Linked DNA regions of Callithrix jacchus: region 2 is linked to region 1. Evidence: chromatin contacts called from public Hi-C data. All regions are on one chromosome and are shown on one strand. Each heading gives the region's core, a stretch centred on a gene start, on an enhancer-like site or on the middle of the called end of the contact. The rest is flanking DNA. Distances are from core to core; before and after follow the strand shown.

Region 1 (6,393 bases), core at 1,229-3,728:
GCCTGAATAAGGGCTGCTGGAGGGCACCTCGGCTGTGCGGCAGTGCCAGCGCTGTGAAAGCACCCACTGTCTAGCCAGCTAGGGGAGGAGATGTCCAAAGTGGCTGAGACATCTCCTTCCTGGGGAAGTCAGGAGAAAACTGCTTCTCCAAGCTCTTGTGGTAAGGCCTGACAGCTGTCAGGGAGTCCTGCAGACATCCAGGGGCTTAACTGTCTCTATGATGCTGTGCTTCAGCAGTCACGTTCCATGTCTACTCTCATGCTCCCTTCTGCAGCTGCTTCCTTTTTTCTTAGAAAAGCTAATCAGTAATAGTAATAGTAATACAAATCTTAATGTTTTAGTTCTTTCTTGATAAGTATGGAAAAGGTGCTGATGCATCATGCTCCTTACCTCACTTTGGGTGCCAGAAATTCCTGAGCCCCTACCTGAATGACCGGTGATGTACTTGACCCTATCACTGCTGCTCCCTATCTACCCTGCCCCCAGTCCCTGACCACCAAGGCCATGCCCTACCTACCCTGCCCCCGGATTTGCAATTTAATAAAAGTGAGAGCATCCTGTCCCGGCATTCGGCATTCGGCATTTGGGGCCACTGCTCCACGATTTGGGTAGCAGTGGACCCTGGAGCCCAAACTCTCTTTTCTCTATCTCTGTCTTGTGTCTTTTATTTCTACGATTTCTCATCTCCGCACCAGACAGGAGGGGCTCACAGAACCCTGTAGGGCTGGACCCTACAAAAGCCAGAGTCCTCAGAATGGCCTTGGGGCCCTACAAGCTAGATCATTCCCTTACCTCTCTGATCGAATCTCCCACTCTTCCCCTGTCTTTCTCTTCACTCCAGCCACGTTGACCTTGTTCTTCCTCGAAAGTGGCAGGTTGCTCCCACCTCAGGACCTTTGTTTTTACTCTTCCCTCTGCCTAGAACTTCTTTTTCTACATTTATGTGTGGTTCATGCCTAGCTTCCCTCAGGTCGCTTGAATGTTACCTTCTCTGAAGACACCTCCTCCTTGCTTAATGTGCCCCCATAGCTCTTAGCACCATCTAAGGTATTACATACTCTACTTATTTATTGTCCTGCTTCTACTAGAATGTAAGCTCCCTGAGGGCAGGGATTGTTCCTGTTTTGTTCCCTGCTATATCCCCACTTTCTAGAAGAGTGACTGGCATGTCCAATATCGATCTGTAAAATGAAATGATGAAATGAGGGCCCTAAGGAAATATAACATGGTAAAACTCCGTCTCCCGTCTCTACTAAATACAAAAAAATTAGCTGGGGCTAGGCACAGTGGTTCATGCCTGTAATCCCAGTACTTTGGGGTTGCCAAGTCAGGTGGATCACCTGAGGTCAGGAGTTCAAGATCAGCCTGACCGACATGGTGAAAACCCATCTCTACTAAAATTACAAAAATTAGCCAGGTGTGGTGGTGAGGGCCTGTAATCCCAGCTACTTGGGAGGCTGAGGCAGGAGAATCACTCGAACCCGGAGGTTGCAGTAAGCCGAGATTGCGCCATTGCACTCCAGCCTGGATCTTAGGCAACAAGAATGACAATCTGTCTCAAACAAAAAAAAAACGGTTGAAATCAAGAAGGGAATGATGGTCCTGGATAATAATAGGGGTGCCTCTTTCACTGCTCCTGGTAAGAATGGAGTCAGACATGTTCGTAGGTAGAAATTTAAGTATTCCCCTCCTGATCGAGTCTGATTTCTCCGGGAAATAGAAGAGAAGGAAGGACTTGAGGAGAGTAGCGATGGAGAGAGAGCTCTATTGTGAAGATGGAAGGAGTTAAGGGCACCCGCAAGGACTGATGGAATAGCTGAAGTTGAAAACCTGATTTGCCTTTGTACCCACCTACCTGGTGGGGCGGTTTTCCTCATCAACATCGGGGAAGTGGAGATAAAATTACATAAAATGAATGGGAGTGGCAAAAATTCAAATTTTGTCTCGGCTTTTTCTTCAAAGACCAAAGAGAATTCCTTCCATCGACTCAGTGCCTTCGTGTACCCATTCAGGCACTCATCACTAATTCCTGGTCTCGCGGAAGTAAAATGAGCGGAGAGTATCTTTGAGAGTTGAGAAAAAAAAGAAGAGGCTGAGGAAAGGGACCTCCCCCAGCCCGGTGAGAAGGGGAGTAGGAGACGTTTAGCCTTCCCTAAAAACTGTAAGTTGATAGGCCCCGGCTCAAGTTCCGAGCCTTCTTCCATGACCCCTCTCCTTTCCCAATAGCTTCCAGCTGCCCCGTCGTGTGACATTCCAGTCCACCTCTGTTCCTGCTCCACCCGCTCCAAACTCGCGTGCTGTTCCTCCACGTGGTTCTCTGTGTATATCGGTTGCCTGGGAGACCCCAGCCGGGCCGGGTTGTAGTGACACCATAATAGGAACAAGCCAATACCCGTGACGCGTCTCAGTGACGCGAGACGCGGGGTGTGGCTCTGCCGGCTCAGGAATGATGAGGCGGCTGTCCGCTGGGTGGCGCCGATTTCCCGCGGAGGTCCCTTCTGGGCCCCCGGCTGAGGTGGGGGAGAGACAGGCAGGAGCAGAGGCCGGGGAGTCCTCTGCGTCAGCTGCTGCTCACTGCGCCTTGCCAGCGCCAGCCGGGTCTCACCAGCAGCTCCATGCTTGTGCCCGGTTCGACTCGTCCATCCTCCAATAAGAGGCAGGTAAGTGCCACCTGTCGGGGATCCGGGAGGGAGGATTCGGGGATCAGTGCCGGTTTGGGGCTCAGAAAGTAAGGTGTCCATGACAGCCTGGGCAGAATGGGCACTAGAAATACAGGGCGAGAGTCGGCTGTGCAGGGGCGCTCCAGCTGTGGCTGCCAATTGTGTGGGGGCTGCCTGCTGAAACCCAGGGTGCCAGGAAGAGCCATCTGTGTGCTGATCAGTGTATTCTAAGGAAATGCTGCCTCGGCGGGTCCTCCTTGCTGTGCCCTGTGTATATCGGTGGTCTGTGGCCCGAGAGTGACACGGACAAACCCCCTCCCCACGTGTGCTTGCAGCTCACTCGCTGCTCTTAAAGCTCCCGGGGCTGTAGCTTGTCAGATCGTCAAAGGGGGTTGGGGGCTGGTGGGGGGCAACAATTAAGCGGAAGGCAAGATTTTCCACCAATCCCAAACCAGAAAGAGGCAGCTTTGAAATTCTCACCAATCCCAAACCAGAAGCAGGCACGCGGTGCACCGAAGAGAGCAACTTCTTAACAGTCAAGGAAAGCCCTAGCCAACCCATTCTAGCCCTTCCCTGAAGAGTGAACGTCCTGACCGGGCTGCTTTTAGAATGGGACTGAGCTGGAAGTAGTGCTGCTCACCTCCCCTGGAACGAACATGGGAACATCCCCCAGATGGACCCCTGTAAAGCGGAGGAAAGGAGAGCTGATTGGGCTAAGGTCGAGGCAGGCCCCCCTCTTTTGATGCTGCAGATGCACGTCAGACTGAAGTCAGAATGAGGACTGGAATGAGGTGCATCATCAGGACCTGGGCTGAGTCAGTAGCCTGTGCTAAGACAGGGTGGAGGCACCAGCCTGGGTACTCCCAGTCCTCAGGGAGAGCCACTGAGAAACGTCCTGAGAGCAGACAAGTGCACCAAGGCCAGAGAGGCTAAGAACGCTGTTCCTTCCTCTTGTGACCCCACCCAGCCCGGCTCTGTGACCCTGGAATCCTAAGCCCTCGCACAGGTAGAGTGGAACCACCCCGGAGGGGCCAGGCATTCTCCTGGTGGCCCGGGGGAAGCTGCGCTTGCTGTATTTTTCTAGGCAAAGGGGGAAGAAGCCCAAATGGGCTTGGCCTTTCTCTGCTTGGTGGACTGGACATCTAGGAAGATGGCAAGCCTTGTTTGCCCTTCCCAGTTATGGGACATGGTCAGTTCAGAAAACCATGGAACTGTTCTCTGGCATTAGAAAGGAACACTTCCCCAGATGTAACCTTCCTTTTCTCCCTAGGAAGGTTCACCTGGTAAGGTACTATTACTAATAATACCATTAATTATAATAATAAGTGGAAGTATTCAATATCATCATCATCATTTATTGAACTCTTATGATGTGCCAGGAAATTTACAAATATTATTTTATTTAATCCTCACAATATAGACCATTATTAAATTCCTGTTTTGCAGATTCATAGCTAAGGTTTAGAGAACGTAAGTGACTTCTTCACTATTTCAGAGCCAATAAAGGAAAGAACTAGCATCCAAGCCCAGGCCTAGAAGTCCATTAGAAAAGGATATTGGACTGAAACCTGAGTACAGTCCCCTTTCTGCTTCTCACTATCTGTACATGCCCTTGAGCAAGCTGCTTGCTTTCTCTAGGTCTACTCTGTTTCAAAATTAGAGTGGGATTAGCGGTATGGCTTCTTCCTGTCTCTAATTCTGTGACTGACTGCTCCAGAAAATCCACTTTCTCTGTATTTTTGCCTCAAGTTCTACCCCCACCCCTCCACGATCTTCTCAGTCCTCTGTCTCCTCTTGAATCTCCGGATTGTTCCCCTTCAAAACACCCCCCTTCCAAGAGTCCTCACAGACCTCCTTGGCTGGCACTGGCCCGAAAGGGCAGCCCCTCCAGGGTGGGCATGCCACTGCCCCTTTAATTCTCCCAGGCTTGGAATGTAAGTGAGTTGCACTTGCCATTTCTGCGAGTCTGCGAGGTCAGATAAGATACTATATATATCGGAGTCAGTAACCTGAGCTCCGGATTACCCAGCCTGGAGTCAGGCTCCAGCTTCTGGGCTTTCCACTGCATACCCTGCCCTGCTGGGGAAGAAGAAGCCCCCAAGTCCCATCCAGTGCCCCTGGACACAGGTCAGTAGCTGCCTCTTTGGTATCTGAGCTTCTCTGGGACTCTATCGAGAGGAAAGACATCAGTGAATCTGGGAGAGCATGTGAAGGCCGCCCCACTGGGCCTGGTGGGTATCAGGGCCAAGACCAAAGGCCCCCCCCAGAGGCTGAGAACAGAGGAAAGACGAGGCCCTAGAGGAGACGGAAGGAGACTGGGGCTCTCCCCTGGGGAGGGAACACCAGAAGAGTACCTGGGCAGAGGTGGTTGGAAAAGAGAACTTAAGGATCCCAATACTTCCTGGAGGCCCATTTCTTTACCTTGTCTTGGAAGTGTAGAGATGCCCACTCACTCACAACCCCAAATCAAGGTGCACCCTATGGAGACTGCCCTGGGCCCACCCACTTCTTCACCAGTCAAGATTCTTGCCTTATTCTCTAATCTCTTTATCTTATCTCCTTCTCTCCCCCAGCTCTTGGGTAACTACTGGGAGCAGGAGAAAGAGAAATGGACCCAAATTCCCTTGGATGACCCCCTGCCAGGGCAGGCAAGAGGATGAGGCTGGTGGATCACTGGGTGCTAGCCCCTGATAGACAGAGTGGCTAGTGACAGGCTGGAGGGTAGGGGGCCGAGGCCCTGGGGCCTGAGAGGAGTAAGCAGAGTTCAAGGACTGTTTGAGCATAAATATGCCCCGCCCCAATCCCCTACTCCACCCACGCCCTCTACACCTGCCAGGATTCCCTCATCCCATCCTCCAGGACCCGACACTTGTGCCCCGAGAGTGCAGCAGGTAACCCTAGCAGCTGGGAGGGAGGGTCAGAATGCAGATGGAAGGAAACAGGCCCCTCTCACAGGCTTTGTCCTTCAAGGTCAGCACATTCTGATGCTGTTAGCAAGTGGCTTTAGGAAGCTCTGAGGTCACCACTGAGGAGGCTCCCAACCACCTGGCGGGACTGGGTGGGACTCCCCACTCACCTGTTCTGGACGCCTGAGCAGGAGGGAAGAGATTTAACCCTGTTTAGGTGTGCTTCCGAAACTCAGCTAGAGGCTCTCTATCCAAGCAGTGGCAAAGCCACAGTAGCAGAGCAGGCTTTCACCCCAGAAAGCCAAGCAGATCTGGCCAGAGAGAGAGGCCGTAAAGGTTACTGGGATGTGGGGCATCACCCATCCCCTGCCCCCCGGGCCAGGAGTGCCTGGGATTCCTGGGGAGCAAGTCCCTACCCTGGCTGGGCAGGTTAGGGAGCCCTTCACATGAGCAACAGGAAATGACCGTGGCTGCCCCAGGGGGACGGGTTCATTTCAACCCCTGACTCACCCAGCATGGGTACCTTGAGGAGTGGGCCAAGCTTCAGCCAGGGTGGGAGGCTGGGGGCTTTGCTCATAACCAGGCCAAGAACCCAAGGCCCTGAGCTGGGGTAGACACTGGTACCAGGGGACATGCAGGAGCTTGGCACAGTGGGCGAAATGGAGGCCTCCTGGACCATCTCTCAGCCTATCAGTGTTGTTCTGGGGCTCAAGTTGCGCCTGGCTTCGCTTTCATTCGCCTGCAGTGGAAAATCCAGAGGACTGCTCCTGCCGGAGTCTGTACACCCCATGCTGTTGCTGGACGGTGGACACCTGGATCCTGTGGCA
Region 2 (5,713 bases), core at 2,179-4,678, 98 kb before region 1:
TCTAAGGGTCTTGGCTGACCCCATGCTCAGCAGCAGCCAAGTACAGCTTTGGGCTGCATGAACAGAACCACATGTCTCGATGCAGGACTCGATGCAGTGAAGCCCAGTTCTCCGGTGACAGTTCTGGAGCAGCTGTTAATAAACAAACATAACACAAGAGGAAGAGCGGCATGGACCATGTCATAGGGTTACAAATGCAGTCACGCACATAATAGGCTGGTTGTCCCTTTTATTTGTTTAGATGTCCAAATATTCGCCATTGTGTGGCAGTCACCTACCCTGTTCAGTACAGACACATGCTGTGCAGGTTTGTGTCCTAGAAACAATAGACTGTGTCCTGCGGCTTAGGTGCAAAGCAGGCTGCACCATCCGGGCTTGTGTGAGTATACTATGATCTTCCCACAATGATGAAATTGTCTTATAACGCATTTCCCAGAATGTTCTCACCAACACTATATACATCAGCTTCTCTAACCCTTCATAGTTATACCCATTTTACAGATGAGGAAACTCAGAGAGGCTCCTTCTCTAAAGGCTATCCTATAAATGTGAGTGTTTCTAGGGTTCCATTTCAGGTCTCTTCTCTTCTTCCTCTGTATATAGTCCCTGAGCCATATCTGCTCCCACAACCTAGCCTTAATTCCAAAACAATCTCTTGCCCAGATCTTTCTTTTGGATCCCAAACCAGTCCATCTGCCTGCTGTCAGTGGCCTTCAGTGGCCCTCACCCAGTCTCCACTGCATCCACTTCAATCAACTCCCCCTCCTGCTCACTCTGCCGTCACCCCGGATCTCAAATCTTAGTACCACTCCCAGCCTCATCTCACCTCCCTGAGCCAGGCTGCCATCATCCTTCACCTCCACATGAAGCATGGCTGAGGGATGAGAGACGAGGCTGGGGGATGCTGCTACTCTCTGTTCCCACTGGTGCCCTCCACACTGCAGCCAGAGTAGTCTTTTTTTTTTTATGGGGTCTTCCCCTGGCTGGAGTACACGCTGAAGTGCAGGGTTGTCACCCAGGCTGGAACTCAGTGGCACAGTCTCGGCTCACTGCAACCTCCCTCCACTTCCAAAGTTCAAGAAATCCTCTCACCTCAGCCTCCTGAGTAGCTGAGACCACAGGCATGTGCCACAACACTTGGCTAATTTTTAAATCTTTTGTAGGGACAGGATCTCATTATATTGCTCAGGCTGGTCTTGAACTCCTGTGCTCAAGCCATCCTCCCGCCTCGACCTCCCAAAGTGCTGGGATTACAGACATAAGCCACCAGAGGCAACTTGGTCAAACCTCCAAAGGCCACTTTCCATCCCCGCCAACCACGTCTTCCTGGAGGCAGAGACACTTGTTCCCTGCCTTCCTTCCCGACACCACCATCATGCACTTGCACACACATACATGCACTCACAAACGCACATGCACACACATGCACTTGCACACTCACATGCATGCACACACACATGAACACATGCAGGCAGCTTGGACTACACTCGCTCAGGTTCCTCCTCCCCTCAACACACTGTGCCCACCCTGCTCCAGGAGAGGGTGCCCCCTCCTCCCACCTGCAGCCCCCGATTTCTCCCCCAGCTTCTCTAGTTCCAGCACCTCCACTGTGGGAATTAGAAAAGTTCCTTTTTAAAGTTTCCTTTCTTGTTAAAGAATAAGTGCACCAATAACTTTGTTAAGCCTCATCCTATGTAGCTGTTAGACATGCCATGCTTACAAGCACAAAGTACATTCTGTGTCCTTGTACTTTAACCAAAATGTCTGTGCTGGATGTGCTCACAGGCATGTCCCAGCTCTCCATTGCTTTTACCTGTTTAGGAAAGTTTTAAGTTGTTAGCCAATCGGGTTTTAGTTTAGATTGTGAGGTCCAGCTCTAGCCAACGGAGATCAGACACAGCAGTAAGGACAACCCCAAACGCGTAAGGGATAATCATGTCTGTTTTCCTTTATTCGTTGTATTCTTATAGCAAGATGGCTAGTGAGGGTACCCTTCCTGCAGTGCAGGAAGTAAACATTGCATTGCTGAAAGATCCCTTGTCTCAGCACTAATTTTTCTTTGCCGCAACAAGCATCTGTTTCCAACATCCATCCTGCCATCCCCCAGGCTGAGGAGCCAACCTTGGCATGGGAGCACTGTCTTTGACCCATTTGTGGCCCTGCACTCCCGTCGTTGGCCTCATCTCCCCATTGGTAAACGGAAGTGGGTGGATCATGAGATGACCTCCGAGGTTTCTTCCAGTTCACAGCACCACTGACTGGGAGGCCTCAGCAAAAATTTCCTCACAGTTCCGGAGGCTGGAAGTCAATCCGACATCAAGGTGTCCACGTGGCTGGCTTCTTCTGAGGCCTTGCTCCTCACCTTGCAGACAGCACTTTCCCCTGCACCTTCACTCAGGCTTTCCCCTGAGCAAATCTACACCCTCATTTCCTCTTCTGCAAGGAACACTGGTCAGATTGGATTAGGGCCCACCCATATGGCCTCATGGTAACCTAATTACCTGGGCAAAGGCCCTGTCTGCAAATACAGGCCATTGTGGCACAACATGTTTTTGAACTTCATGAGTCCACATGAGACAGCAAGACCCACCCCTCCTTCTCCTCCACAGCCTACTCATCGTGAAGACAGGGAGGATGGAGACCTTTATGAGGGTCTACCTCCACTTAATGACTAACACGTTGATTTTCTTATGTTCCTCTTAACATTTTCTTTCATTTACTTTGCTGTAGAATACAGTACAATAAACATATAACGGGTAAATTAACTTTATGCCATTGGCAAGCAGGTGACAGTAGGCTATGAGTAGTTAAGTTTGAGGGGAGTCAAAAGTCATATGTGATTCTTGGCTATGAGGGGGTCAGTGCCCCTGGCCCCTTGTTGTTCAAGGGTTAACTGTACAATCACATTCTGATGTCCTGGGCAGGGGCTGGGACTTCAATATGTGAATTTTGCGAGGACACAATTCAGCCCAAGGCACTGGGGGAACAAAGTCCACACAAGAGCATGCTGAGTACTGCTGAGTATTTCTAAAGTACTGCCAGGTACAGCTGGGCACCCTGAGTCCTGCCAGGTACAGCTGGGCACCCTGAGTCCTGCCAGGTACAGCTGGGCACCCTGAGACCTGCCAGGTACAGCGGGGCACCCTGAGACCTGCCAGGTACAGCGGGGCACCCTGAGACCTGCCAGGTACAGCGGGGCACCCTGAGACCTGCCAGGAACAGCGGGGCACCCTGAGACCTGCCAGGTACAGCTGGGCACCCTGAGACCTGCTGAGTACAGCTGGGCACCCTGAGTCTTGCTGAGCATAACTGAGTACTGAGTCCTGCTGGGTACAGCTGAGTACTGTTCACTTTCAGAGTCTCTTCTCTCCTCCCCCGACCCCCTGCTGCCTCTGGTCATTTTTCAGAGTGCCACCATCCCTCTCACCTCCCTTAGTCCCTGTGAAATGGAAGACAGCCTGGGAGTGAGGGCGGAAAGGAGATGTGGGAGCACAGGGGAGGGGGAGGGAAGCACAGGGAGAACAGCCAGACCAGTTGCTGGAGAGGACACCCTCATGGGGCCATCTAGGGTTAAGGGTTTGCCTGGCAGGAGAAGCAGAGACAGAGAGGTAAGGGAGTCCAGAGCTCTAGCCAGAGAGTGGTGGAAATGTCACGATCAATGCAGACTAGAAAGCAAAGATGGAGAAGGTGAAACCAGAGGCATTCATGACACTAGAAGCCAGCAAACTGGGTGGGACCACAGGAATCACAGAGACGGAGAAAGCAGGACTGGCTGAGCCTCTGCAGGGAGGCGGGTGTTTCAGCACCTGGAGCCTCTGAACCTTCCCAGGCCTCTCAGAGGAGGAAGAGCCAGGGAAGGGCAGGGACAGCTGATGGGGGTGTCATCACAGCAGCCCCTCAGGTTCGGGTCTAGGAGCCTGAGTTACCAGGTGGGGCTGGTCTGACTGCTGGGAACAGGCTACCCCAGGCTAGCTGTGGACACAGAAGAGAGGCAGAGTCTGGTTGGGAGATCTCCCAAGGGAGGCTGGGTCGCCTGAAGTAGCAGGCATCAGAGAGTCTGGAGGGAGAGGGGCCAGGCAGGTGGGAGCCGGGGTCTCTGAGCTCTACAGGGGGCTACCTCCCAGGCAGGCCAGTGGAGAGGACCCCCAGAACACTCCATATCTAATTAGGTGGGTGCAGTATACAGATTTTCTAGAAGAAGTGCTCTCCCAAGCATTTCAAAGGCATGTGTGGCCTCAGAAAGGCTATGAGTCAGTGGCCAATTGACATTTGATATGCTTCGTTTAAATGCAGACAGAAGGCAGCCATCTTCAGGCTTGCGGGAAGGGTGTGGGCCCACTTTCCGGGAACATCTGCCAAGGCATGAGGGAAGATGCTGCCAGAAAGGAGTGCTGTGATGTTTCCCAGGCCAGCCCTGCCTCCTGGGCCCTGAGCACCTCCCCTTAGAGCTCCCCTCAGTCTGGAAATACCTGTGAGCCCTACTATGTGCTGACACGAGGCTGGGTGCTGATGCTATCCGGGAAGAGCAGCCTTGCCCAGGAGATGCTCGTGATTCTGGCATCCTCACCTGGCACCCACCAGGCGAGACACAGCTGGGGCTCCAGGCCTTTGCACACAGCCAGCACCCAGGCCTGGTCCAGATGAGGCAAAGCCCTAGCTCGTATCTTGGGAGGGGAGATGCAGTGTCTGGAAAGGGGTGACCTCAGGAGATGTCCTCAACTGAGTGTAGACTGCCATGCACATTTGCACCATCTTTACTTTTTGTGACAGAGAAATAATTCATTTTTTATTAAACTCACAGAAACATAATCTCTCGTTTTATAATTGAATTATGTGGAACCCACTTAGCACAAGATGACAGAGCTGAATCTTCGTATGTTTTTCTGTGCGCTTGGATCTCCCTGCCTCCCCCGTGTGTTGAGTTTCGTGGGGAAGGAGTCCAGTCTGGGCTGTGCAGCGCAGCAACCCAGGAACCTGCACAGTGCTTCCCACCAGATGGGAGCTTAGCCTGAGAAAATAAATAAAACACTCAAAAATCCAGGGACAAAGCCATGAATCTCCAAGTTTAACCTCCTCCTCCTCAGTTCAAGGGGAGACCCAGAGGCCAGAAAACAGCCACTGTGATCATGGCCTTCTGAGAAGCCCAAAGGGACAGACCGCGACCTCGTTCTAGAACATGCATCTCTTCAGCCCTCCCTCAGCCCTGGGGGAGCTGGCCTCACACCTCAGCCAAGGAGGCTTTGCTCTCTGCATGACCAGGAGGGCCGGGGTGGGTTGCTCCTTACCATGATTTATGAAAGAACAACTCCGGGAAGGAAGCCTTAATTGAGGACCTGCCAGGAAACTTTTTAAAAAATGTGTCATTGCGAAAAGATCCAAGATGGCCGATCGCTAACATCCCGGGACTGCAGCTCTCAGGGAAGGCGCGGAGAACTAGAGGACGCCACACTTTCAGACAAATTCTGGTCGCTCACGGAGCAGGAGATCCCCCAGTGGAGGAAACACACGGGTGGCCAGAGCGACTCTCGTGGCCGGTGCAGCGGTTCCGCCGGCACCTCGGCGCAGCAGCTCTCGGAGCAAAGTAAACAGGTTCGGAGGACCGGCCCGGGTCCCCAGCAGGACACCAGAGCCCGGCAGCGGCTGTGACGGCACCTCGGCGCGGGAGCGCTCGGCGCAGAGTAAACAGGACCGGTTCCCCTTCTGACCGAGGTTT

The links. A called contact is a pair of places that touch in the nucleus more often than the background predicts.
Region 2: a Hi-C map of skeletal muscle shows a contact between it and region 1, with 2.8 times the contacts expected there. The contact joins the enhancer-like site here to the promoter of USP2 in region 1. A contact is called at or near these places in 2 of 3 Hi-C or Micro-C datasets (induced pluripotent stem cells and skeletal muscle).

The regions. Positions count from the first base shown.
Region 1 is chr10:19,029,650-19,036,042 of calJac240_pri, reverse strand. It overlaps USP2 (ubiquitin specific peptidase 2), which reads left to right and starts at 2,478. Exons shown (of 14, transcript XM_078339696.1): 1 at 2,478-2,660; 2 at 3,412-3,666. The region is part of intron 1 of LOC128929085 (a long non-coding RNA gene); the gene reads right to left.
Region 2 is chr10:19,129,611-19,135,323 of calJac240_pri, reverse strand. No RefSeq gene overlaps it. Among named protein-coding and RNA genes, the nearest start is that of THY1, 69 kb to the right of the region's middle. Within about 2 kb of position 3,428, at least 2 of the 16 cell types and tissues checked have an H3K27ac peak or open chromatin away from gene starts, as enhancers often do. A contact at or near this core is called in skeletal muscle, where this site is marked.